Regions from separate parts of the Mus musculus genome. Here all the other regions are linked to region 4. Evidence: chromatin contacts called from public Micro-C and promoter capture Hi-C data. All regions are on one chromosome and are shown on one strand. Each heading gives the region's core, a stretch centred on a gene start, on an enhancer-like site or on the middle of the called end of the contact. The rest is flanking DNA. Distances are from core to core; before and after follow the strand shown.

Region 1 (5,335 bases), core at 2,269-4,768, 420 kb before region 4:
CTGCTGTTAGGAACCAACAGTAAGGATCGAGTTCCTTAACTGGGTTGTCCCAGCACCACTAGGGGGCAGCACCCTCCCACACAGTAGGGCAGGGGGCTCGCCTCTTCTAAGCCTATAGATTTTGGAAGAAATTAGCCTTACCTCACACACAGAGCTGAGGACAGTAAAGGTTGGAATGCCAACCTTAGCATACGTATGCTTCCAGGGAATCTGGGAAAGACCCATGAAGCAGGTTTAGTCAAGACCTTTAGAATAAATAGTCAGTGGGAGCTGGCCAGGAGCCCTCCTCTTAAGAGTACCTTTAACAGGTTTTTCCTGAGCTCTTCCTGGGACCCCCTAGCTACACACTGGCTTTCTCCTCTACCTCTCTTCTTTCGTGGCTTCCTTTTTTTTTATCCTGGCAAGGTTCCTCCTCCGTGTTCCCCAGACGCTCATCCCCATCACCAGGACTGCAGGATGATGCACAGCCTGGACAGAGGCTTCCTGGGGCTGGAGACGAGGACTATTTTACTGACAGATGTGTGATCAGTGTCCAATGGATGCTCAATGAAGAAACAAATGAAATTTGGGATACCGTGGCCTGTTTCCTTCCTCTCTCCTACCAGTGCTAGCCATTTGTCTGTTTTCTCAGGCTGAAGAGTGGAAAGTGAAGGGAGACTTTTTTTTTTTTTTTTTTTTTTTTTTGGCCAGGACACAATCCTGAGAGGACTTTAATGTCATCATTACAGTCAGGACGTCAGTATCCTCTTGGTAGTGCTTCCTTCCTCCATCCAGTCCTAGGCAGTCCTCGATCTTCTCTGGGATCCAGACATGATGTAAGAGTAAGCAGGTACCCAAAGAGGCTGCCCACAGATGAGTGCTTCTAACTCCAGTCAAGATGGTGGAAAGGTCCGGTCCTCTCCTGCATGCTAGCACATGTCACCACAGATGATCATTTGGTCTGTTTGTTTGGTTGATTGGTTTGGGGTTTTTTAAAAGCCTCAATAATGATAAGACCTTTGTTTATAGACATCCCTTGCATTTACGTTGGACCTTTAGCCTCTCTCAAAACAGAAAAGCCCCAGCTGGTGGATAGTTTATTGTCATTTTGTTTGCCCAGTATGAATAGTGCTGCCCCTTCCAGAAAACAGATGGTACACACATGTAGTATCAGGTATGATGTGTCAATCACCTTGCACTTCTGTTTAAAAATCCTCCCTGTATCACCCAGAGTAACTGAAGCAGAGAGAGGAGGAGGAGATGGAGAGGGAATGTAGGTGTGGTTCTAGGCAAAAAAAAAAAAAAAAAAAAAAAAAAGCCCTAAAACTAATGAATCTGGAAATTGCTTTTGGGAGATGGCCAACAAAGTCTAATGCTTCATGTTTTGGATACGGCAGCTTCTCAATTACTTAGCAAATGGGTCCTCAGAGGCGGGCACTGTGGGTGTTATCAAGATGAAAAAACACAGTGCAGCCTAGAGGAACCCGGAGTCTGGGAGAGAAGTCAAGTGCAAGGACTGGGACAGTAATAGGACAGTAAGACAGCATGAGGCAGAGTATGGCACCTCCTAAGTTCCCTTCATTGCAACAGGGAGCCAGGCCTTCAACCTGATGATCTTAAGGGACACAAGGACACACTCATAAACCATTTCTCTACTGAGAGCAGCAGGTTTAGGACTTCTCTCCACCTAGCCCAGAAACATTTCTCTGCCCAAGGCCGTGCTGTCCTGGCTCCAAGGTGGAGGCTGTGGTGAATATGTCAGAGATCATAAATATCAAGATCGAGAGCATCCAAGACGCAGGATGGGGCCATGGTGGTCTGACCAGGTTTCTGGAGGAGGAGAGAAGGAGGCTCTTCCTTGATGTAGTCTTGCCATTCTATTCCACCCTGGCTTCCAGTCAGCCACAATGAAACAGTGAAACTGCAACAATACAACCAGCTTAGCTGTAAGGGATACACAGGTTAGACTCTGCGTGAGGAGGTGCAGAGAAACAGACAGGAAGAGAGAGAGGTTAGAGGTCAGGGGTCGGGAGCGCTCAGGTGTCACCAAGGGCTGCAGTGGGTGGAGCTGAGGGCTACGGAGAGGCGGGGAGTGGGGCCGAGAGGGGATGGAAGCGGAGGCGCGCAGGGGCGGCGCGCGACGCTGGGCACTGGCTGCTAGCGGGTTACGCGCCTCCGCTGGGCTGGGATGCGCGGATGAAGGCTGAGCTCTGCTGCCCGAGCTCCGCAACGCCCCAGGTCGGCCTTGCGCCTCGCAGCGCCGCGCCCACCCCGCCCCGCGGAGGGTGCGCCCTGGTCAGGCGAGGCCGAGAGGAAAAGGCGCCACTTGGAGCGTCGCATCCTCTGTCATCGCGGGAGGGAGTCGCAGAGCCCTTTGAGCCCCATTCCTCTGGCGCCCAGGCGCTCCCTTCCCTAGACCACCTCGCGCCCGCCCCTAGCAGGGAGCCAAGGCCGGCGCCCCGCCCGGAGATGGGCAGACGCGCAGATGGCGCGGCTCCCGGCGGCGCCAGATCTCAGGAACCCGGCGCCGGGGCGCTGCGCTGAGGCTCCCTCTTGGCGCGGCCCAGGAAGCCTGCAGGTGTCCTTGGCCATTCGGCCACCGCCCGGGACACTCCGCCAGCACCCGGTGCCTGGCTCTTCAGAGCAGCCCCGCCCTCCAGGCTCTGCGCCGCGCAGGACGCCCCGTCTGAACCCCCCCTCGTCCCGGCGCGGCCCCCGCAGCGCTGCATCCAGCCCGGCGCAGCTCCCGGCCACGGACGCAGGACCCAGGCTCGCTGCTGCGGGCGCGCTTGTTTTCCTGCCGCCTGGTCCTGAGCAACCCCCACCCGCTGGTCCGTCTCGCTCGACTCAACCCCGCCCGCCATCGGTGCTCCGCGCTGGATTTATGAATGGGGGGAACGGGCCACATGCCCGCCACCGCCGCCTCGAGTTGACCGCACACTGCCCGGCCCCGCAGAGCTCTGGCTACCGTAGGAGCATCCGCCCGGCCCCGGTAGCCGCTCCGAGGACTTGTTGCTGTTACGCTGCTGCCTCCGCCGCTGCCGCCGCCCGGAGAAACCCTGCCGCCTTCGGGCTCGCCGCGTTCTAGGAGCCAAAGGGTGGCCCGTGTGAGTGTGAGCGCGCGCGCCGCGGACCCTCGCAGTGCTCTGGGACTGTGCGCTTCTCTGCCTTTCTGGGGTCGGGGGGGCGTGTCCCCGGCCCAGAGCATCCTTGTGCTTGCCCCTACCTCCTGGGACCCCGGACCCTTTGGTTTGAGTCCTCGACCCAGGTCTTCACCTCCTGCCTCCACTAGGTTCTGCCTGCCTAAATCCCAACCACCTGTGCACCACAGAAAGCCAACTCTTCCTGCTCCGCGCCCCGGGGGGGTTGGGGGGGAGGCAGGGGCAGAGCCACTCCGCAGAAGGGGCCGCTACCACCTCCTGCCTCCTCCTCCTCCTCCACCTCCTCCTTGTCGTCTCCTCCCCCTCCCCGTTCTGACGCTGCCTCCTTGGGAAGGGTGTTTGGAGGGCAGCGGCCGCCCCAAGCCGGAGCCCCGCAGCGCTTCTTATGATCAGCTCGGTGTGTGTCTCCTCCTACCGCGGGCGCAAGTCGGGGAACAAGCCTCCGTCCAAAACATGTCTGAAGGAGGAGATGGCCAAGGGCGAGGCGTCGGAGAAGATCATCATCAACGTGGGCGGCACGCGACATGAGACCTACCGCAGCACCCTGCGCACCCTACCGGGCACCCGCCTTGCCTGGTTGGCGGATCCCGACGGCGGGGGTCGGCCAGAGTCGGATGGCGGCGGTGCAGGCAGCAGCGGCAGCAGCGGCGGCGGCGGCGGCGGCGGGGGCTGTGAGTTCTTCTTTGATCGGCACCCGGGTGTTTTTGCCTATGTGCTCAACTACTACCGTACGGGCAAGCTGCATTGCCCCGCAGACGTCTGTGGGCCTCTCTTTGAGGAAGAGCTCACCTTCTGGGGTATCGATGAAACAGATGTGGAACCCTGCTGCTGGATGACCTACCGGCAGCACCGCGATGCTGAGGAGGCACTGGACATCTTCGAGAGCCCGGACGGGGGCGGGGGTGGCGCAGGGCCAGGCGACGAGGCTGGCGACGATGAGCGGGAGTTGGCCTTGCAGCGCCTGGGCCCCCATGAAGGAGGCTCTGGCCCTGGTGCTGGGTCCGGAGGGTGCCGTGGCTGGCAGCCCCGAATGTGGGCGCTCTTCGAGGATCCCTACTCATCCCGGGCGGCCAGGGTGAGTGGCAGAAGCCAGGATCTCCCCATCTCCGTGCCCAAGGGTTTCTTGGTGTTAGTGTTGGTAGGTCAGATGGGGAGGGGGTTGGAAGGAGACTGACGTACCTGGCAGACGATAACTACCTGCCTCCTAACACCCACCCTCCTTGGTCTCCTGCATGCTCCATCAGGAAATTGCACACACTTAACTTACTACTTGGACCTGATCCGAGCTGTCTGCTCTGGCACATGCCCCTCAGTGAGTGGCAAGCCTTCAACTTGAGCATTTCTCACTCCTTTTTGATCAGCACAATTGCCCTCCACAGGACCACAAAGTCCTGGAGAGCTTAAACTTGGCCTTTTTCAGGGGTGAGGCCGGATCAAGAGAAGGAACCGTGGATTATGTAGGACACTTAACCTGTTTCTATCCTGCCAGCAGCTCTGTATGCAGGCGCCTATGGATTTCAGAAAAGGGGGGGGGGGCATAGTTTCTAGAATACCTGTCTCATAAAGGACAGAGATTCCCCAGAACACAGGCCCCCTCTCCTGAGAGAGGGCATTTTCTCCTAGGAGCAGGCCATGTCCCAAGGCTTTCTGTACCTCAGTCACAGCCTGGCTGCTGCTGACAGGAGAGAGAAGTAGACAGGAAAAGCCTCCCACTTTAGGATCCCAGGACAGTGGCCGGCCACAAGCTTCCTGGTGATGATACCAGATTTGTCACTGCTCTTTTGTTTCTGCTGCAGCACAAAGTGGCTTCCCAGAAAGCCCTGGTTCAGGTTACACTGGAGATGAACGTGTGCAGAGCAGGGGAAACAGGTTGATTTAGACAAGACCTAGTGTGTGTCCTGAAGGTAGGAGGGGGCCCTAGAAAGGTATGTATCTATTCACTCACTTCATTCTCCCCTGGCAGCTAAAACCCCGAAGAAGGCTTTAGACTTTAAAAATAGAAAAGCCTGGAGGTTGGTATCTAATCTCATAGCCTTCACCTAAAACCTGTCTGGGAGACAAGGAAAAAAAGAAAAAGAGAAAAGCAGTGTGTTTGCTGTGTCTGGGGTATGCTCAGTGTGTTTGCTGTGTCTGGGGTATGCTTCTGGAAGCCGAGGCTGGATTGATTGATTCCTTTGGCACCCCAAGTTGTCATG
Region 2 (5,598 bases), core at 884-3,383, 490 kb after region 4:
GATGTTAGGTTCCTTCCTAAGGTGGTCTTTTCATAAGGTGAGAGAGAAACTGTTCTCAAAATGTCAATTTTCACAACTGCCCAAACCGGTTCCCTTTTCAAATCCTGAAATCTATATACAAAGATGATACATTATCATTTCAAACACATGATTTTAAGCAGCACACAAATACTAGCCAATGAACCAACAGTGTCTGTGGCCTGAACACTAGAATGCAGCACTGTGAGCAAAATGTTTCCTTTAAGGACCTAATGCTTGAGATCTTTTATAATAGTGATCTATCAGCGGTAATTTTTAAAAAAAGTTTTAATTGTAGGAAGTCAATTTTCTTATTGTTTGGCACAGCATTTCCCTAACCCCTGGATGTTATCTTTTTTTAAAAAAATCCATAATTAACACTTTCTAATTATTGAGTTTCAGGCAAATTTCAAATTTCTGGGATGTAGTATTCTATGTGAAATATAAGTATAAAATACTATAACAATTCATAAATTGCAGTCATAACTACCCATACATGGCTGCATATAATTTTTTTGAGGTATTAAATACTTGTATGTGTTTAGGCTTTGAAGATTCTAGCTGTTTAAACTGACTGCTTAGAAGCAAGGCAGGGCTTAAAATATTGTTAAGAGTCTTTCGGAGACAAGTGAGAAACCAAAGTAGACAGGAAGAGTAACATGGAAGACTAACAACTGTCCAGTGCCTTCCCCTCCAAAAAGGAAACGTGAGAGCAGTCTCAGACCAACAGGATTACGAGTGTAATGTTTAACTATTTTATGGGTCAAAGCATTCAAGAACCCTTTTAAAGAGTGTTTGCATAGCAAACAAGAGGCCTTAAGTTCAATTTCCAGAACCAAAAAAGAAAGCTTTAAGATGACTTAAAAATATATAAGAAAACTTCACACAACAGTAAGGATATTTAACAAATTTTTTTGCATCTCTTACCCATCTCCTCTGCTTACTTTGAAGCTCCATGAGTCAGAAATCCAGTTACATTTTTTATTTTCATAAGCATTTAAAAGCCACTGGTAATAAAAAGAACCTTTTTAATGTTGTCTCTTCTAAGTGGTAATAACTAAAGAATAACAAAAGTGTAAACTCTGGATGTTCCAAGTGAATGAACAGGTGGCCCCAGGTTTTTTTCAGAGGCGAATAGAAATATCAGGCCACAAACAAAGCATAACAAGGACTATTTTCCTAAATTCTAATATGGCCTCTTGACAAATGTAACATTTTCCAATGGCTAATCTCAAAGCATCTAGTTTCACTGCCAATAAATTAAAATTTGATAACGCAGCCCCGATAGATTAAAAAAATGTTGCATTCGGTATGTAAATTAAAATTGGGAAAGCTGGAAAACTTATTCCTGTCTCAGTGCTTTACAAAGGAAAGCAGCTGTTAGGATTCCCAGGACTTGTGATTTCCTTTCAACTAGGGACCACTCCCTTTGAAACACAATCATGGGGTGGAGACAGAGCTCTGTGTAAACACAAGGTCACCACTGGTCTCAGTTTTGAACTTCCTCAGCCCCAACCAAGTAGAAATAAGGGCACAGGGATGACAAAGGGTATTAGGGCAAAGGTTTCCTTAGTTGATTCAACAAAAGCAACCCCTTGCACACACACTCCTAAGTCTTGTAGTACAAGAGTTTCACTGTCCCTGGCACCAGAAAAATATAAGGGACACCATGCTTGGCACGACGCATCGCTTGGGATGAAGTGGTGGTAGAGGTACTAAAGAAGAGAAAAAGTAGGACGCGGAGACCTCAGCCTAGTTGTCATCTCCCGTGATTCGTGGGTTCCCGGAGCTGGCTCGCGACTCTAGTCGTGGGTGTCACGAAGTTCACGGAACCAGGTGAAGCTACCGAGGTTCGCGTGGCTCGCGCGCCCGTGGGACCAAGGGGGCTCGCGTTGTGCCCTCGCTCTTGGCTTGCGAACCACACTTCGACACAGCACCCAAGTAGAAAACCTGCCGAGCGCCAGGCCAGGCACTTTTCCCCCTCCCACTCACCTTCTTTCCTGTCCCCGACCAGCCAGCTCCAGCCTCAAAGTGCAGAACAGGCCCACTGTAGGAGCCTGGGCGGAGCCCCGGGGCGCGCTCCCGAGTAGCTCGGAGGCGCGCCTCAACCTTTTCTGAGTCCCCCCTCTTTACGGCAATCGTGAAAGTGTCGTGAACGTGCTGCCGCCTATCAGTCACTCAGTCGCCTGGAGTCGGAGTTGCTATTTCTAGGCTTGTGCTTGTTGGGTTCGGGGTAAGGCTGCGGGGGCCCGGCCTAGGGAAGGGGCGGGGATGTTGCGGACGTGGCGGGGCGGTTTTGTCCCGGGAGGAGCGGAGCGAGGGCCGGAGGCTCTGGGCTAGACAGAACTGGGTAGCTGCGGACGGACTAGCTGAAGGGGAACGCCGTCCTTGCTGGCGCTGGGTGGCCTCGCGCGCGGGGTTGTGGGCACGGCGAGGGGCGACGGCCAGTCCCGAAGGCTCCGGAGTCGGAGGTGGAGGGGCGCCTGCGCGGTATGCGAGCCGTGGTCGTGGGAGGGAGCACCCCAGGCTAACCCCCGGTGAGCCGAGGGCTGGGGCGCTGGCTTCGCGGAACCGACCTTGTCTGGCGGGTCCACACCCTCCTGGCCCGGTGTTGCCAAGTCCAAGAACCGTGCAGCATCCTGTGCGGTCTTTGCTGTCCTTTTGGGAGGCGGTTAGTGATGTTTCCTGGCTCGGGCCACGCTTCTTGTTGGGCAACTTTTCTAGAAATTTCAACCCATATTGACAGGCTCAGAGATTGCCAGCTAGAGTTTTATTTCAGTCGCGTTCTTAGAAGGAGATTGCTGGGGTTTTTGCCTGTGTTCCCAGGAATGCTTGGCTGAACCTCAAGCTTTACATTTTACCGAGTTTGAGTTTTCCAGTTTGATGCTTGGCATTTTGATACCAGTTTTTACCAATGTTGTATCATTGCTGTTGAATATATGGCATTGCTAAAACTCTAACTCACCAGGCAACGTCTATTGCAGCAGGAGGCAAATTCATAGTCAGTTTTCAACGAGTATAGGAACTTTGTAAGTTGTTAGAATATTTCCTTTCTACTTTACAACTGTCAGGAATGTGTTCAGAATGTGTGTTGAATTGACTGGCTCAAACACAAGGAAACTGTATAAGACATTTGGAGCATTACCAATTTAAAACTATTGGCATTCGATGAGATTTGAAGCTTCAAAATCATTTTGCTACATATTTAGCCTATGCTGAGAATAACTGAAGTCCCTGTACAGCTGGTCATAAAGACACAACCCTTCCTTTTAAGAAACGAAGTAGGTAAATCTGACTCTCACATTACCAATTACATTTTATTGCATAGCACTTTCTTTTCTAAACTACATTTTGCTTTCTTCTTCTTCTTCTTCTTCTTCTTCTTCTTCTTCTTCTTCTTCTTCTTCTTTTCTTCTTTTCTTCTTTTTTTTATGGTTGGTTGGGTTTTTTTTCTAGACAAAGTTTCACTATGTATCCTTGGCTGTTCTGGTACTTGCTGTGTAGACCAGATCCGCACCAACTCAGGGATCCCCCTGCTTCTCTCTACCTTCTTAGTGCTGGAATCACAGGTGTGCACCACCACCCAGCTATATTTTGCTCTTTAAACTGGCTAGAAATGCTGGTGGTGCTCATTTTGAGGGCCATGCAGTGCTGTTTTTAAGAGAATATAAAAAAGAATACAGCTCTAGGCTTTTGGTCCCTCCTCCTCTGAAGTTATTTCCCCCTTTAAGGAACACACAATTTCACTTCAGCAAAACACCAGATCTAAGCAGTACTGTCTGCTTCTGAGTACAGAAAAGCCCCCCTGCCCCCAGACAAACATGTTTTATGTATCATTTGTTAAATAATGCTGAACTTATTCCTATGATCCTATTAATTTATTTATTTTTCTTTCTCTTGTTTTTCTTTCTCTTTTCTTCTATGGTCCCTTCCCTAATAGTCTCAGCCATTAGTATTTTACTTTAAGTAATGGCAGAGGTCAGAAAGCTGTATACCACTGAATCCCACTGAAATGCTTGTAAACATACTGTTGAATCAGTGCTGATAAAAACCTGGAACCCTTGTACATGGGTGGGGATCATGGGGGTGGGGCAGAAGGGAAGTTCTAGAATTTCACACAAGTTGGATATTGTGTAAGTTTACTTTATGGTCTGCTCAGCAGTTGAGTTTTCTGTTTCTGTTTTTGTTTTAAATGTGATACTTATCAGATGCCCCCTCCCACCCCGTCCATGACAGGACTAAAGTGGGTCAGACACTGTTACCCTGTGTTTTTCATGGGAGACTTGAAAACTTACAAATTGATGGATTTTAGTAAATTTATTCATTAACCATTGTTTCTTTGTCAAGCATATATCCATGCCTAATGGAAAAATGCTTTTGTCAGAAAATGACCCCTCTATGCCTCCAAAAAGTTATTTATACGATAACTTGGTTGAGGACGAGACTCATTCACCCCCACTCACACACCCTTTTGCATTTCCTGAGAACGTAGACTGCTATATCTTTCTAGGTCTAGAACAACCAAGTGCTCATTAAATACTAGAAGAATCATACTCAATAAATACTGATTTTCTTTTTCATGTCAACGGTGGTATGAGACTGTGGGGAAAAGAATGTTAACAAGACAGGAATGGGCCTACGGTCATGGAACTTAAGGAGCACTGTTGAGGGTAAAGACAAAATAAAGCCCTACAAACAAAACCTTCAAAGTCAGATAAGCGTTACAGGAAAGTAGAGCACTAGGGTCAGGTTGTAGCAGGAGGGAGGGTGTTTACTGAGTACAAGTGGAAAGGCTACCACAGCGGTCAATATTGTAAACTGAATTTCCACAGGCAGCCAATTTTTTTTTCAGTTTAAAATTACTTTCATAATTATGAAAGCCTGTTCTCAGTTAACAGGCTGTACTCTAGAATTGTAGGCTTTGTTACAAGCTCATTGGGAATTTTCCATTCAATCTAAGTAAAACTCGATGCTTAACCTCAGCCTGTGAACCCCTGCGTTCAGTGATGCTTCTCACTTCCTTTTCCTATCTGATGTACTTTTGTTCTACCTTTGTGATTTCCTAGGTACCCGAATAAGGCACACTTTACTGTCCCATTCTCTGCTTCTTGGACTATTCTTTATCCTGCTCTTACTACCGCGTTTACTCTTTTCTTCTGAAATGGGTAGAAAAGTTTGATGACTTCCACCCCTATTCAAAATGCATTCTTTCAACTCTTTTCTGTCTCAGCACTTTATTTTCTGTATAGTGTGTGTCATGCCGTGGTGTGATGTTACTGCTTGCTCACTGGGCTTTAGTACCTGCTGGGTGTGGGAACCTGACCATGCCTGTCTTGTATAGTAGGCACATTTGACACTTAGAACTTTCCTTTCATAAACAGTACCTTGACTCGTGTGTTTCTAGGCAATCAGCAATAACTTTTACTTTGCTGGGTTATTTTTAACTTTTATTTTTTTATGATTTTAATTTCTTCTGTAGTAAGGAACGATTTTCTGCCTACCTTGTTGGACATAGGCCTGACCACACACAATATTTGTAATGTCTTCCAAACTTCCATTCTCACACTCTTTATTCTTCCT
Region 3 (5,637 bases), core at 1,844-4,343, 310 kb after region 4:
CTTTCCCTTCTTGCTATTTATAAAAAATATGTAAGAAGTTATATGTTACAATTCATATAATATTAAATACTATATATTATTAATGGAATAATATCACCATTAATTTTAATCCTAAAAGCCAAGCAATATAGACCTCCACTGTCATCAACATTTTAGCTGAAAAAAAAATACAAGGGTTTAAAATATTTTCAATAACTTATACAGAATTACATGCTTTCCTTAAGGAATCTTATTTATACTTTATATAAAAAGCAAGGTTCAACAATTCAATTGCATAAGTCCAGTTAGCTTATATGGTGTTAATGTCTCTCCAAGTTTACTCTGAAGTTGTAAAGATAAAACTTTACAACCAAAGACATCAACCAGCAATGAAACATTTTCTTCCCAAGTGAATGAAGCCACATGCTGAGAGCAGTAATTTTAACTGGACATTTGTCTTTGTCTCATTTAATTCACAAATATTGACAAGAAAGCTTCTCAATAAATCTTAGTAATTTCCTAATAAGGTATGTGTAATTTTTATTCCATTTCTTTAAATCTAATTCTCTACCATCTTATCCAAGCCCTCGGATTTCTGAAGTCATCTGAAATACAATCTTCATTCTAAATCAGCACGGTCACTAGTTACTCAAACCTATTTTAATCTCATCAATCCTATTCCAAAAATTTTCTGCACACTCAATCTCCAATAGATGAAATAGTTACCAGACCAAAGCAAACGTTAGAGCTATTATGCTACCTGTGGTACACAACTGAGTAAATAAGAATTCAATGCAAATCTTAATAATTAAATGACTACTACACTGCAAATATACAGATTTTTGCATTGTTCTTATAAAACTGAGTTTCCTATTTTTATGCTTGATTAAATTACATACATTAAGTAATAAATATTCTCTATGACAATACTACTCCGAATATGTTATGATATCAGAAAATTTAAGAAATAAAAGCATGAAAATATAACAAGGCACAAGAAAATAAGCCAATGAATTAAAGAAGTTGAAAGTAACCAAAACATAATTGAATTTAAGATATTTTTCTGACTTAAAAATTTGCCAAAATTGTTAGAAAGTGTTTAAAAGAGAGCCCAAGGGCATAATAAAAAACTTTAATGCACCACTTAATCTTATAGGACTGGAAAAGAATATGATCTTAAACACATAAGTTATATCATCTATAATATATCATATACAGGTAAAACATATAAAATTATTGACTAAAAAGCATTTCTTCTACTTTTGCTTCTCTGTATAGGATACAATTTATCTTTAAATTTCCACAAAATACAGACTACCAAAGAGCCGTCTCTATTGCTATATAACAGTTCTTTCTATGTTAACAGCTCACTAGTTACTGTTAATGACTTTGGGGGGGGTACTTGCATAGTAACAGCTTCCTAAAGATTCAGCTACTGGCAAGGCTGACACAGGATGGTCACTTGTTTTTGTTAGAGCATTGTTTTAAAGGAAAATGTGTGTGTGTGTTTTTTTTAAAATCACTATTGGTTTTTCATTGCAATTTGGGTTTGTATATACTTGTAACTAAAAGAAACCTAGAAACAGGACACAAATTCATGTTCTTAAACTTGGAGCAAATATTTAAATAATCCTTTCTTTCTTAAATTATTTCTTTTCTGTTGTTATCAAAATATTCCCTGATACCATTATTTTTATTAGAAAGTGAAACATTAGTCTCATAAATGGTAACAAACAAAGCTGCAATAAACACCAGGTAGATTTTCTTTTTTCAACCACAATCCCCTTTCATCAGTTTTGCTCTTAGATTTTATGTTGTTCATTTACCTTCTACAGACTTACTAATCTTTGCTTCTCAACAAGCACTCATTAACTCTGGAAAGCATAAATTAAAGAATTGTTCCTTAAGGAATATTCTGTTGTTCCTGCTTTTATTTCATCTGGATTAACACAAAATTAAAAGAAAAATGTTACTGGTGATACATTTCCAAACCAAAGACTGTCAGAACCCTTTGTAATCCTAACACGAGGTAAACCCAGGCTGTATTGTGGACAGTCCTGGCTATAGTGAGTTTCCTACCTAACCAGAGCCATACAGTGTTCCAACTGTTCCTTTGTAGAGACAACCAATGAGATGCACCCCTTTTAGACCCGTTTCAAATGTGTTACCTGGAAAAACACATTTCAAGTTTTTACTTTTCTCCATATTAGTTGAAATTTTCAAATACTAAAGTCCCTTGTTCTAGAACACATTTTCTAAGTACATTAAAATGGGACTATTTTCACTTGAAGTTACAGCGCCGCGGGGCTGCACTTGCTAATCCACGATGGGTGTTTTGGTAAGTGTTTGAGATTCTTGGAGCATCGCCAAGTTGGTTTTACTTCCGTGGGTATCTACTTGTTCCGCCTATGAAATTCGAGCGGGTGGCGTAGGGCGCGCTGGGGGCCAGGAGATGGTAGCTGCGTTGTAATCGCGGGCTGCTTTACATTTTGGAGAGGACTGGGAGCCAAGGGCTCTGCACTGGTGTGCAGTGGGTGCGGTGTAAGGAGGTGTGCTGTGATGGCGCTGTGCTCCCACATCCCCGCAGCTAGCACCCGGTGCGCGCGGCTGAACGTCAGCTGACGCGGCCATGACAACCTAAGTCACAGGGTGTGGGCGGGCGCCTGAAGAACTGGGAACTGGTACTTACCAGCGCGAGCCTGACTTTTCCTCTGCGGTTTTCAGAATGACGCTCTGGAGACTATTAGACATTTTAGATGGGTGGGAGGGGATAGGGCAGTGAATACTGGGGGGACAGCGTCCCCAAGTAGGCGCGAACCAGAGCACGGGTGTGGAAGGGCAGCGTCTGAGGCGAGCGAACAGAAGGGTGTGACGGGAGATAGTTGAGAGGGCGGCTCCCCCAGCTTCCGTGGGAAGTGGCTGTAGAAGCCGGAAGACTCCTACCTCAGGCAAGCTCACAGTTTTCCGGCGAGTCTCTTCTGGCTACGTGACGCATCACAGCCAGTCAGAGAGGACGTGGGGGGCGTGGCATCAATAGCACCACCCACGACAGGGCCTGATCGGAGTCTGCGCCCACTAAAACCGAGCTCCTAGAGCCAGGGATCCTAGGCATACAGCTACGTCACATATGGTTACCAAGGCGAATGGATCGCCATGGCCCCGCCCTTATGACGTGGTCCAATCGACAGCGAAGGTTGAGGTCTCTTCTTCCGGATCAAAGGAGGAACTAAAAGAGAAAGTGCTTTCACTGCCTACATGAAATGAAATACTTCCGGTGTCAGGCTTAAATTGTCTGCACTTGTACATGCGCTTTTGCAAGCCAATGTAATAATGTCCTCCTTAGCAGTTTTATTCAGTAGACACAGATAGGCATTTGGTAGTTGCCATAAATTGTTGAAAACCTTTATCTCCCTTCTCATGGCTAGAAGTGATTATTTTTTTCTGTTTCTTGAAGTTTTGCTCTACATTAATCGATTAACCATTTTCTCCATTCCCACACTAACACCTCAGTTAAAACTGTATCTTACTGTCATGTATTCAATTCTTTGAGTGTCTGTGCATTAAATCCCCTGTATAAACTTTTTGAAACTCTTAATTTCCAGAAACCAGCTCTAAGAATTCTCTAGAGTCCTGCAGTTAATGACTATTTGAGAATTGGGATCATACTGTTTAATGGGTAGGAGGAATTATAGTTTAATTAGGTGTGGAATATTATGAAAGTGTTTTCAAAGATAAAATTTTATTTGACATAGGCAATCTTGTATGCTGCAGTGTTCAAATTCAGGACACTGATAAGGTAGACAATTTGAAGGTTTATATGGTTATTTAAAAATGGAATTACCAGGCTTAGTGACACACATATGCAATTCTAGCGCTTGGAAAGTACAAGCAAGACGATAGGGGCTTTAAGATCACCCTTGGCTACTTAGTAGAAGGCCATCAAGAACTACATGAAATCTAGTCTCACAAAAAGGGAAGAAGAAAGGTTTACTCATACCCCTAACTGCTAAACGTTAAAGATTTTTAAGAACTTCAGGTTTTGATATGTCAAGAGAAAGTATCATTTTCCTATTTTTGTATAGCACATTTATTTGACAATAAAGTACCCTGTTCTCATACTAAAGACATCAGGAAAGATAGGCAGACCTTAATGCTTTCAAGCTTTATGGCATCTTTTGTCTATGTAATCAAAGTTACTAGGAAAAAACAACAATGACAACAACAACTAAAACAAACAAACAAAAAAATCAAATGCGTTTTGCTACACATTGCTGTGCACACCTTTTATTCCAGAACTCAGGAAGAGGCAGGTGGGTCTCTGAATTTGAGGTCAGCCTAGTCACCAAAGTGAGTTTCAGGTTAGCCAGGGTTATACAGTGAGAACCCTCTCTAAGAGTTTGTGTGTGTCTAAGTGTGTGTGTGTGTTGTGTGTGGGGGGGGGGGGTACGGCACTTGGGAGGCTGCCTACCTTGTTTGCTATCTTATCAATTGCCATTTATTGATTATATTTTCCAGTCGGGCTTTTCTTATTCATCTGGGTTAAAGCTTCAAGACTAATTATCACAGGTTGTGCTATCCAGATGTTGGGAGGACAAGAAGTTTATTAGATTATCAGTTTCAGTGAAAGAAAAATTTGGCAGAGAGAGAAATTAGCCTGAGATACATTTCAACAAAAATCTTCTCTGCCTCAGTCCAATTCTGAAATAGCCCTCAAACTTTTTCCTGTAGAGGAAGAAAACATGAGGGTTTATGCTTATAATAATCAGTCACTGCACCCATGCTGTGACCAAAAGAAAAATGGAGTTTCATTCCCACATTTAAGAAAGAATTCTGTAGCCAAGGCAATTATGGAAAGAGGCTGATATTTGAGGCATGCCTATTGGCAAGAGTCCAAGTACTATAATAATAAGACCATAGCCACATCAGAAGAAAATCCTGGGAGTTGGATCATAGCATCCTACATGCTTATTAAACAATTCTTGCAGCTCTTTATTACAATTAATGCAGTTTATCTCACACTTAAAATCTTTAGTCAGCAACATCATTATTCTCTCACTCTTGAAGAAACAGCAATATGCTTTTCTTTCTAACTTTTGATCTACTTGGTGTGTTATAAGGGTCCATTTCTGTTTATTAAATAAATGAGTTCTCATTCCTTGTTTCTCTTATTTTCTAAAACTATTTGTCCCCAGCTGATAATATCCCTTCCCATGATTTTAATTACTACCTCTTACCTATTATTACTCTACAAAATGTATACATAATAGCATATTCTAGGCACTGATATGTGCATTATAAATAGACACTCATTTATGGCAAAAATAACCCAGTAAAATCATTATACAAAAAATTAAGAAATTAAGAAACTAGCCATTGAAAGAGCAAACAACTCTCTGGAAGTTACACAGTTGGTAATTGGTAGAGCTAAGTTTTAAATTTAGGTTGTTTGTCTGAAGATTCTATGTCTCTCACTCTTAATTTGCAAAATATATATTCAGTAATTATCATTACATGTAGCTGGGTTTTAATGTACATTGGTGAGATCTATTGAGTGTTTTAAAAAATCATCTTCAAATGAAATATGTTCAAAAATAGCCAGAAGCAGGAAATAACCCAGATGTCCCTCAACCAAAGAATGGATACAGAAAATGTGGTTCA
Region 4 (4,888 bases), core at 1,575-4,074:
GGAACCATCTGGAAAGGTTACTGTAGAAACGGCAGGGCCTGGGGTGGGGGTGGGGCTAGAGAGCAAAAGATGCCATGACAACCTTTTTCGGGTTTCCCAGGAAACACGGGTTGCTATGGGAACTGCATCAGTCAGGTCCGAATTAGTAACTTCCGCTGGAAGGGGTGTCTGACACTTTAATCTTCCTGTGATACTGCAGAAGCTTATCTCTCGGATGCATCAGGAATTTCTGTTGTTTCTCCCGGCAGCACTGAAAATGAGTTTCTAGACTTTCGTAGATATTGGCTGGGGCATGAACTCACAACTTCATTGGAATCTGTGTCTAATGTTTTCAAAATGCTTTGCAAACTTTGAAGAGTTAATAGCCAGATCAGGACATTCGGGGCATTTCCCTTTTGGTTCAAAATTATTGTGAACCTTAAGTCCTTAGGGGAGAGATTCAAACTGAAAGATCAGTCAAAAACAAAATAAATTTATAGTGGGCTTACGCGTCAACGCTCTAGTTAGACTTTCCACCCACATATCCAGAGGTTAGGTAGTTACAATAACTAGTCCGGAAATAATATTGAAAAGTCCACCAGTCAGGAGCTTCATTTAGGTTCCGCCTCCTTTACTTAGTAAAGAAACAACTATCTTTTGATTTTGAGGTTAAACAGTTACTCTGACTCTATAGTTTCACTTCCTCTCAGGATGTGGCTGTAGGGCTCACACAAAAAAACCACGCTTAATGTAAGTTTGTTGGTCACAAAATTAAGAGACAGGGAGAGAGAGAAAAAAAGAGCTGAGAGAATGCAGCCCACTTGCAAAAACAGGCACCTGTTTCAGTATGAAGCAATAGGGAGAATGAAGTGTGCTTCCTCACTTCTTGTACTTTCCTTGATGAGTGGTCTGGAAATGTATAAATCAAGGGCATACACAGACCAAGGGGGCATGTTCCACACAATACTGGGCACAGAATTGGCAACCGTATCATATATTAGACATCAGTGAATATCTTCTTGATGTTGACACAGGAGTTGGGGTTATTGTTCGTGGTGCAAGTGGCTGTGGAGTTGCCCGTTTTGAAGGGGGTCTGCGGGAAGGCGCTGTGGTTCATACCCCCCTCTTCGATCACCATATACTCCGACTTACTCAGAGTGGAGTTACTCCGGGCTTTTCGGAGCTCCTCGGCTGAAGAGGAGAGGTGCTGGCAACTGCCCACGTGCATGTACTGGGCTTGCTCTTCCCCTTCTGTCTCCCGGTGGTAGAAGTAGTTGAAGTTGGAAACAATCACAGGAACTGGCAATGCAATGGTCAAGACACCTGCGATGGCACAAAGAGAGCCCACAATCTTGCCTCCTATGGTCACTGGGTGCATATCACCATAACCAACAGTTGTCATGGTTACTACTGCCCACCAGAAGGCATCCGGGATACTGTTAAAACCCGAAGAAGGGTCGTCTGCCTCAGCAAAGTAGACTGCACTGGAGAAAAGGATGACCCCAATGAAGAGGAAGAATATGAGCAGCCCCAGCTCCCGCATGGAAGCCTTCAGCGTCTGTCCTAGGATCTGCAGCCCCTTAGAATGGCGGGAGAGCTTGAAGATGCGGAAAACCCTTACTAGGCGGATGACTCTCAGGATGGCCAGCGACATGGCCTGCTGCCCATTACCTTGTCGTTCAGCCAGCTCAGTGCCCAGAGTGATAAAATAAGGAATGATGGCCACAATGTCTATCAAGTTCATGATATTTCTGGAGAAGGTGGCTTTACTGGGGCAAGCAAAGAACCGCACCAGAAGCTCAAAGGAGAACCAGATGATGCACAAGGTCTCCACCACGAAGAAGGGGTCCGAGAAGCTGGAGGCTCCAGAAGGGGCCCCCGACGTGCTGTTGTTGGCAGCCTCAAACACGTCCTGCGACGGGGAGGCGGGATAGTCTTTCTCATCGCGAAACTCGGGAAGCGTCTCCAAGCAGAAGATGACAATGGAGATGAGAATGACCAGCACTGACACAATGGCAATGCCCCGGGCCGGCCCGGAGCTCTCCGGATATTCGAAGAGCAGCCACACCTGGCGCTGGAAGTCACGGCGGGGCAGGGGTCGCTCCTCCTCCCGCAGGAAGCCCTCATCCTCACGGAACTTTTCCATGGCCTCCTCACCCAGCTGGTAAAAGCGGATCTCCTCGGAGAAGATGTCGATGGGCACGTTGACCGGCCGGCGAATGCGGCCCCCGGACTGGTAGTAGTAGAGGATGGCGTCGAAGCTGGGTCGGTTGCGGTCGAAGAAGTACTCATTGCGGAGTGGGTCAAAGTACCGCATGCGCCGCTTGGGGTCGCCCAGCAGTGTCTCGGGGAACTGGCAGAGGGTCTTGAGCTGCGTCTCGAAGCGCAGCCCAGAGATGTTGATGACCACACGCTCGCCGCAGCAATCTTGCTCGCCCGCGGCGGGCAGCGCGGGTGGCAGTGGCTCGTAGCGGTCGCAGCCGCCACCGCCGCCGCCACTGCCACAGCCTCCCTGAGGCGGGTCCCCGCCACCGCCTCCCGCCGCCTCTGGCTCCAGCAGGTGGTCCCCGGGCACCACGGTCATGTCTGGCGGCAGCTCGGCGTGGCCGGGGCTCTGCAGGATGCGCGCGCCGCCTCCTGCGGGGTCCGGTGCAGGGTGGGCGCGGTGATGGGTGGAGGGCTGCGGCGGTCGAGCGCGGGAGGCGGCGGTGCTTTCCTTCCCTGCTGGCGGCTGCCGGCCCGAGTCGCTCCTCCTGGAGCTCCCCGCCCCACCGCCGCCTCTGCCCTACGAGCCCGGCCCCGCCGCCTGTTGCTGCGGCTGCCGCGAGGCTCTGTCTGGGCTGGCGCGGCCCGCGGGGCTGCACGGTCCAGACGCCTCCTCCTCCCTCCTCCGCACCCCTCCCCGCGGGGCGCGCGCCCGCCTCTCTGCCACCGCCCCCGGGTTTCCCGCCCACCGCGCGCGCGCGCTCCGCTTCCCGCTTGCCACCCTTGTTCCTCGACCTTCTTTGTCACTGGATCGCCGCCAACTTGCACCCCACTCCCCAGACTCCGCGGAACCCCTACCCAGCCACGCTGGCCTTGGAGGAACCCGGCCGCCTGACCTCGTTCCTGGGCTCTGCTTGCTCGCTCCTGGTCAGCGCGCGTTCCCTTCCCGCGCGTGGTCGAGACCTAATCTCAGGGCTGTTATACCCACGCAAGGACCACACCTCATCCCTCGAAGGGAGGCCTCCTGGCCCTTGACACTTTGCCAAGAAGGGCAAGTTCCACTAGAGTAGGTAACAAAAAGTCCCAAGCAAAGGAGGCATCCAGGCATCCAGACCCTGAATGTCTTGGGAGGAGGGGCTGCAGGCTAGGTTGTCTGGGCTAGTGCAGGATAGGATAGTCTGGGGCCAGCATCCGGATTTAGAGGGGTAGAATAATGCTAAAACCTGGGTGTTGGTGCAGTAAACGATATTTTTGGACAGGAAGCAATGGGTTAATGGGTAACATGGGGTCTCAAGTCTTCCCAGCAGTCTAAAAAGAGGGTCCTTAAAGGCATCTGGAGACCTCATTTTTATAATGGTTAGCTCAGTGCGGGCAGAATCAGGGGCAAGTTTCTGGTTGGGATTAGTGAGGGCAGTGGAAAAAAATAAGAGGGAATGGTAAAGAAAATTCACCACACCTTACTGTGTGACGAACAGGCCCAATACCTAGCGTTTAATTAACACAATGATACCTGCCCTTGCAGTAGGGAACTCGAGAAAGTGTATTTTAGCTGTTAATGTGGGAAAGCCTTCATTTTGCAGATTGTGCCTCTCTTGCTTGATATGGGCCTACAGAAAATATTATCTCCCTTAAACTGTTTCTCTAAATTGTGCTGGTTGCTTTAAACATAATTTCTGTTCCCAGACATTTAGCTACCCCAAGTATAAGTACCAGAGTTACAAAATTCTGTTACCCCCTTGAATCATTGCAATCGTTTGCAAAAGAGGAACTATTGTCTAGACATTCACTCATTCCATGAAGTTAGCTGAAAATTCAGTTTGATGTAAGAGTGATCTGTCGTCATGTTTTTCTTACCCCCTCTCCCAACTACTAAACTATGATAAAGAGGGCTTGCCCAACTTCTGTTGTTAGCAACTTGGAAATCCTGGGATCTCAGCATTTGTTTGTTGTACTGAATTCTGCAACAAGTGATGCTTTGTATTTATTTCTGTCTGCTCTGGGGAGATATTTCTTCTTTTGAGTTCAGGACCCTATTGTGATTCCTGGGCTGGGGAGCGAGGGAGAGCTGAGCCAGCAGTCCAATCACCCTACAAGTTTCTAGAGCAGCATTTGGGGGTGTAACAAGCACCAGGTTTTCGTTTGTTTGTTTGTTTGTTTGTTTGTTTTTGTTTTATCATTCCTTCATGTTTCGCTTTACAACCATCTGAGTGCTGGGCACTGCAGAGAGTGGAGTCTATTGTCAGATGAAGAAACTGGGAAACCATTTAAATCCCTCTTAAATACACAGTTTCAGAGCAATCTGTTGTGCAATGGTCAGCTTCTTATTTTAACCAGTGATTAGGGGAACAGTTGATGAATATTTACATATTTATTTTTGTAAATCTAAGATTGGGAAAGACGGAGTGTCACAAGGAGAGCTCACTGAGAGGCAAAGACCCTATTTTTAAAGACTGTTTCTTGCACTTCTATGTCTGACTGGGGAGATGATTTATTCTTACTTTTGCAGGAATTAATACTGAAATTAATATTAATCAAAGGCAAAGGAGATGAGAGCAGAGGATGGTCCCGTGATGGATGGTCACACGTTTCTCCCTGCTGTAAAGTATCTCTCTTTCAGAATGCCTATTCTCACTGCTTTCATCCATTTGCTTTGTCTGGAAGACCTTGATGGCCTTATTAGGACAGCCCTTATCTTAGAATTGAG

What was found. Promoter capture Hi-C pulls out the DNA fragments that hold promoters and counts their contacts. A called contact is a pair of places that touch in the nucleus more often than the background predicts.
Region 1: a contact with region 4 is called in a Micro-C map of embryonic stem cells, with 2.7 times the contacts expected there. The contact joins the promoter of Kcnc4 here to the promoter of Kcna3 in region 4. A contact is called at or near these places in 1 of 39 promoter capture datasets (cranial neural crest), 4 of 484 Hi-C or Micro-C datasets (all in embryonic stem cells) and 1 of 115 datasets of contacts at active chromatin or transcription factors (large pre-B cells).
Region 2: a promoter capture Hi-C map of pre-B cells shows a contact between it and region 4. The contact joins the promoter of Dram2 here to the promoter of Kcna3 in region 4. A contact is called at or near these places in 4 of 39 promoter capture datasets (the C10 cell line, cranial neural crest and pre-B cells), 6 of 484 Hi-C or Micro-C datasets (B cells, CD4 T cells, Th1 cells and 3 more), 8 of 115 datasets of contacts at active chromatin or transcription factors (the 230-238 cell line, bone marrow-derived macrophages, effector CD8 T cells and 5 more) and 4 of 9 other capture datasets (adipose tissue, embryonic stem cells, liver and 1 more).
Region 3: a promoter capture Hi-C map of pre-B cells shows a contact between it and region 4, with 5 times the contacts expected there. The contact joins the promoter of Lrif1 here to the promoter of Kcna3 in region 4. A contact is called at or near these places in 5 of 39 promoter capture datasets (the C10 cell line, HPC-7-derived erythroid cells, hematopoietic stem and progenitor cells and 1 more), 5 of 115 datasets of contacts at active chromatin or transcription factors (CD8 T cells, effector CD8 T cells, large pre-B cells and 2 more) and 1 of 9 other capture datasets (adipose tissue).

The regions. Positions count from the first base shown.
Region 1 is chr3:107,457,081-107,462,415 of GRCm38.p6, reverse strand. It overlaps Kcnc4 (potassium voltage gated channel, Shaw-related subfamily, member 4), which reads left to right and starts at 3,518. Exons shown (of 4, transcript NM_145922.3): 1 at 3,518-4,215. The coding sequence starts at 3,526.
Region 2 is chr3:106,544,333-106,549,930 of GRCm38.p6, reverse strand. Dram2 (DNA-damage regulated autophagy modulator 2) reads right to left here and starts at 2,133. Exons shown (of 9, transcript NM_026013.3): 1 at 2,011-2,133. It overlaps Cept1 (choline/ethanolaminephosphotransferase 1), which reads left to right and starts at 2,129. Exons shown (of 9, transcript NM_133869.4): 1 at 2,129-2,251.
Region 3 is chr3:106,719,138-106,724,774 of GRCm38.p6, reverse strand. It overlaps Lrif1 (ligand dependent nuclear receptor interacting factor 1), which reads right to left and starts at 3,093. Exons shown (of 4, transcript NM_001039488.1): 1 at 2,669-3,093. The coding sequence starts at 2,730.
Region 4 is chr3:107,034,098-107,038,985 of GRCm38.p6, reverse strand. It overlaps Kcna3 (potassium voltage-gated channel, shaker-related subfamily, member 3), which reads right to left and starts at 2,824. Exons shown (of 1, transcript NM_008418.2): 1 at 857-2,824. The coding sequence starts at 2,563. The coding sequence ends at 977.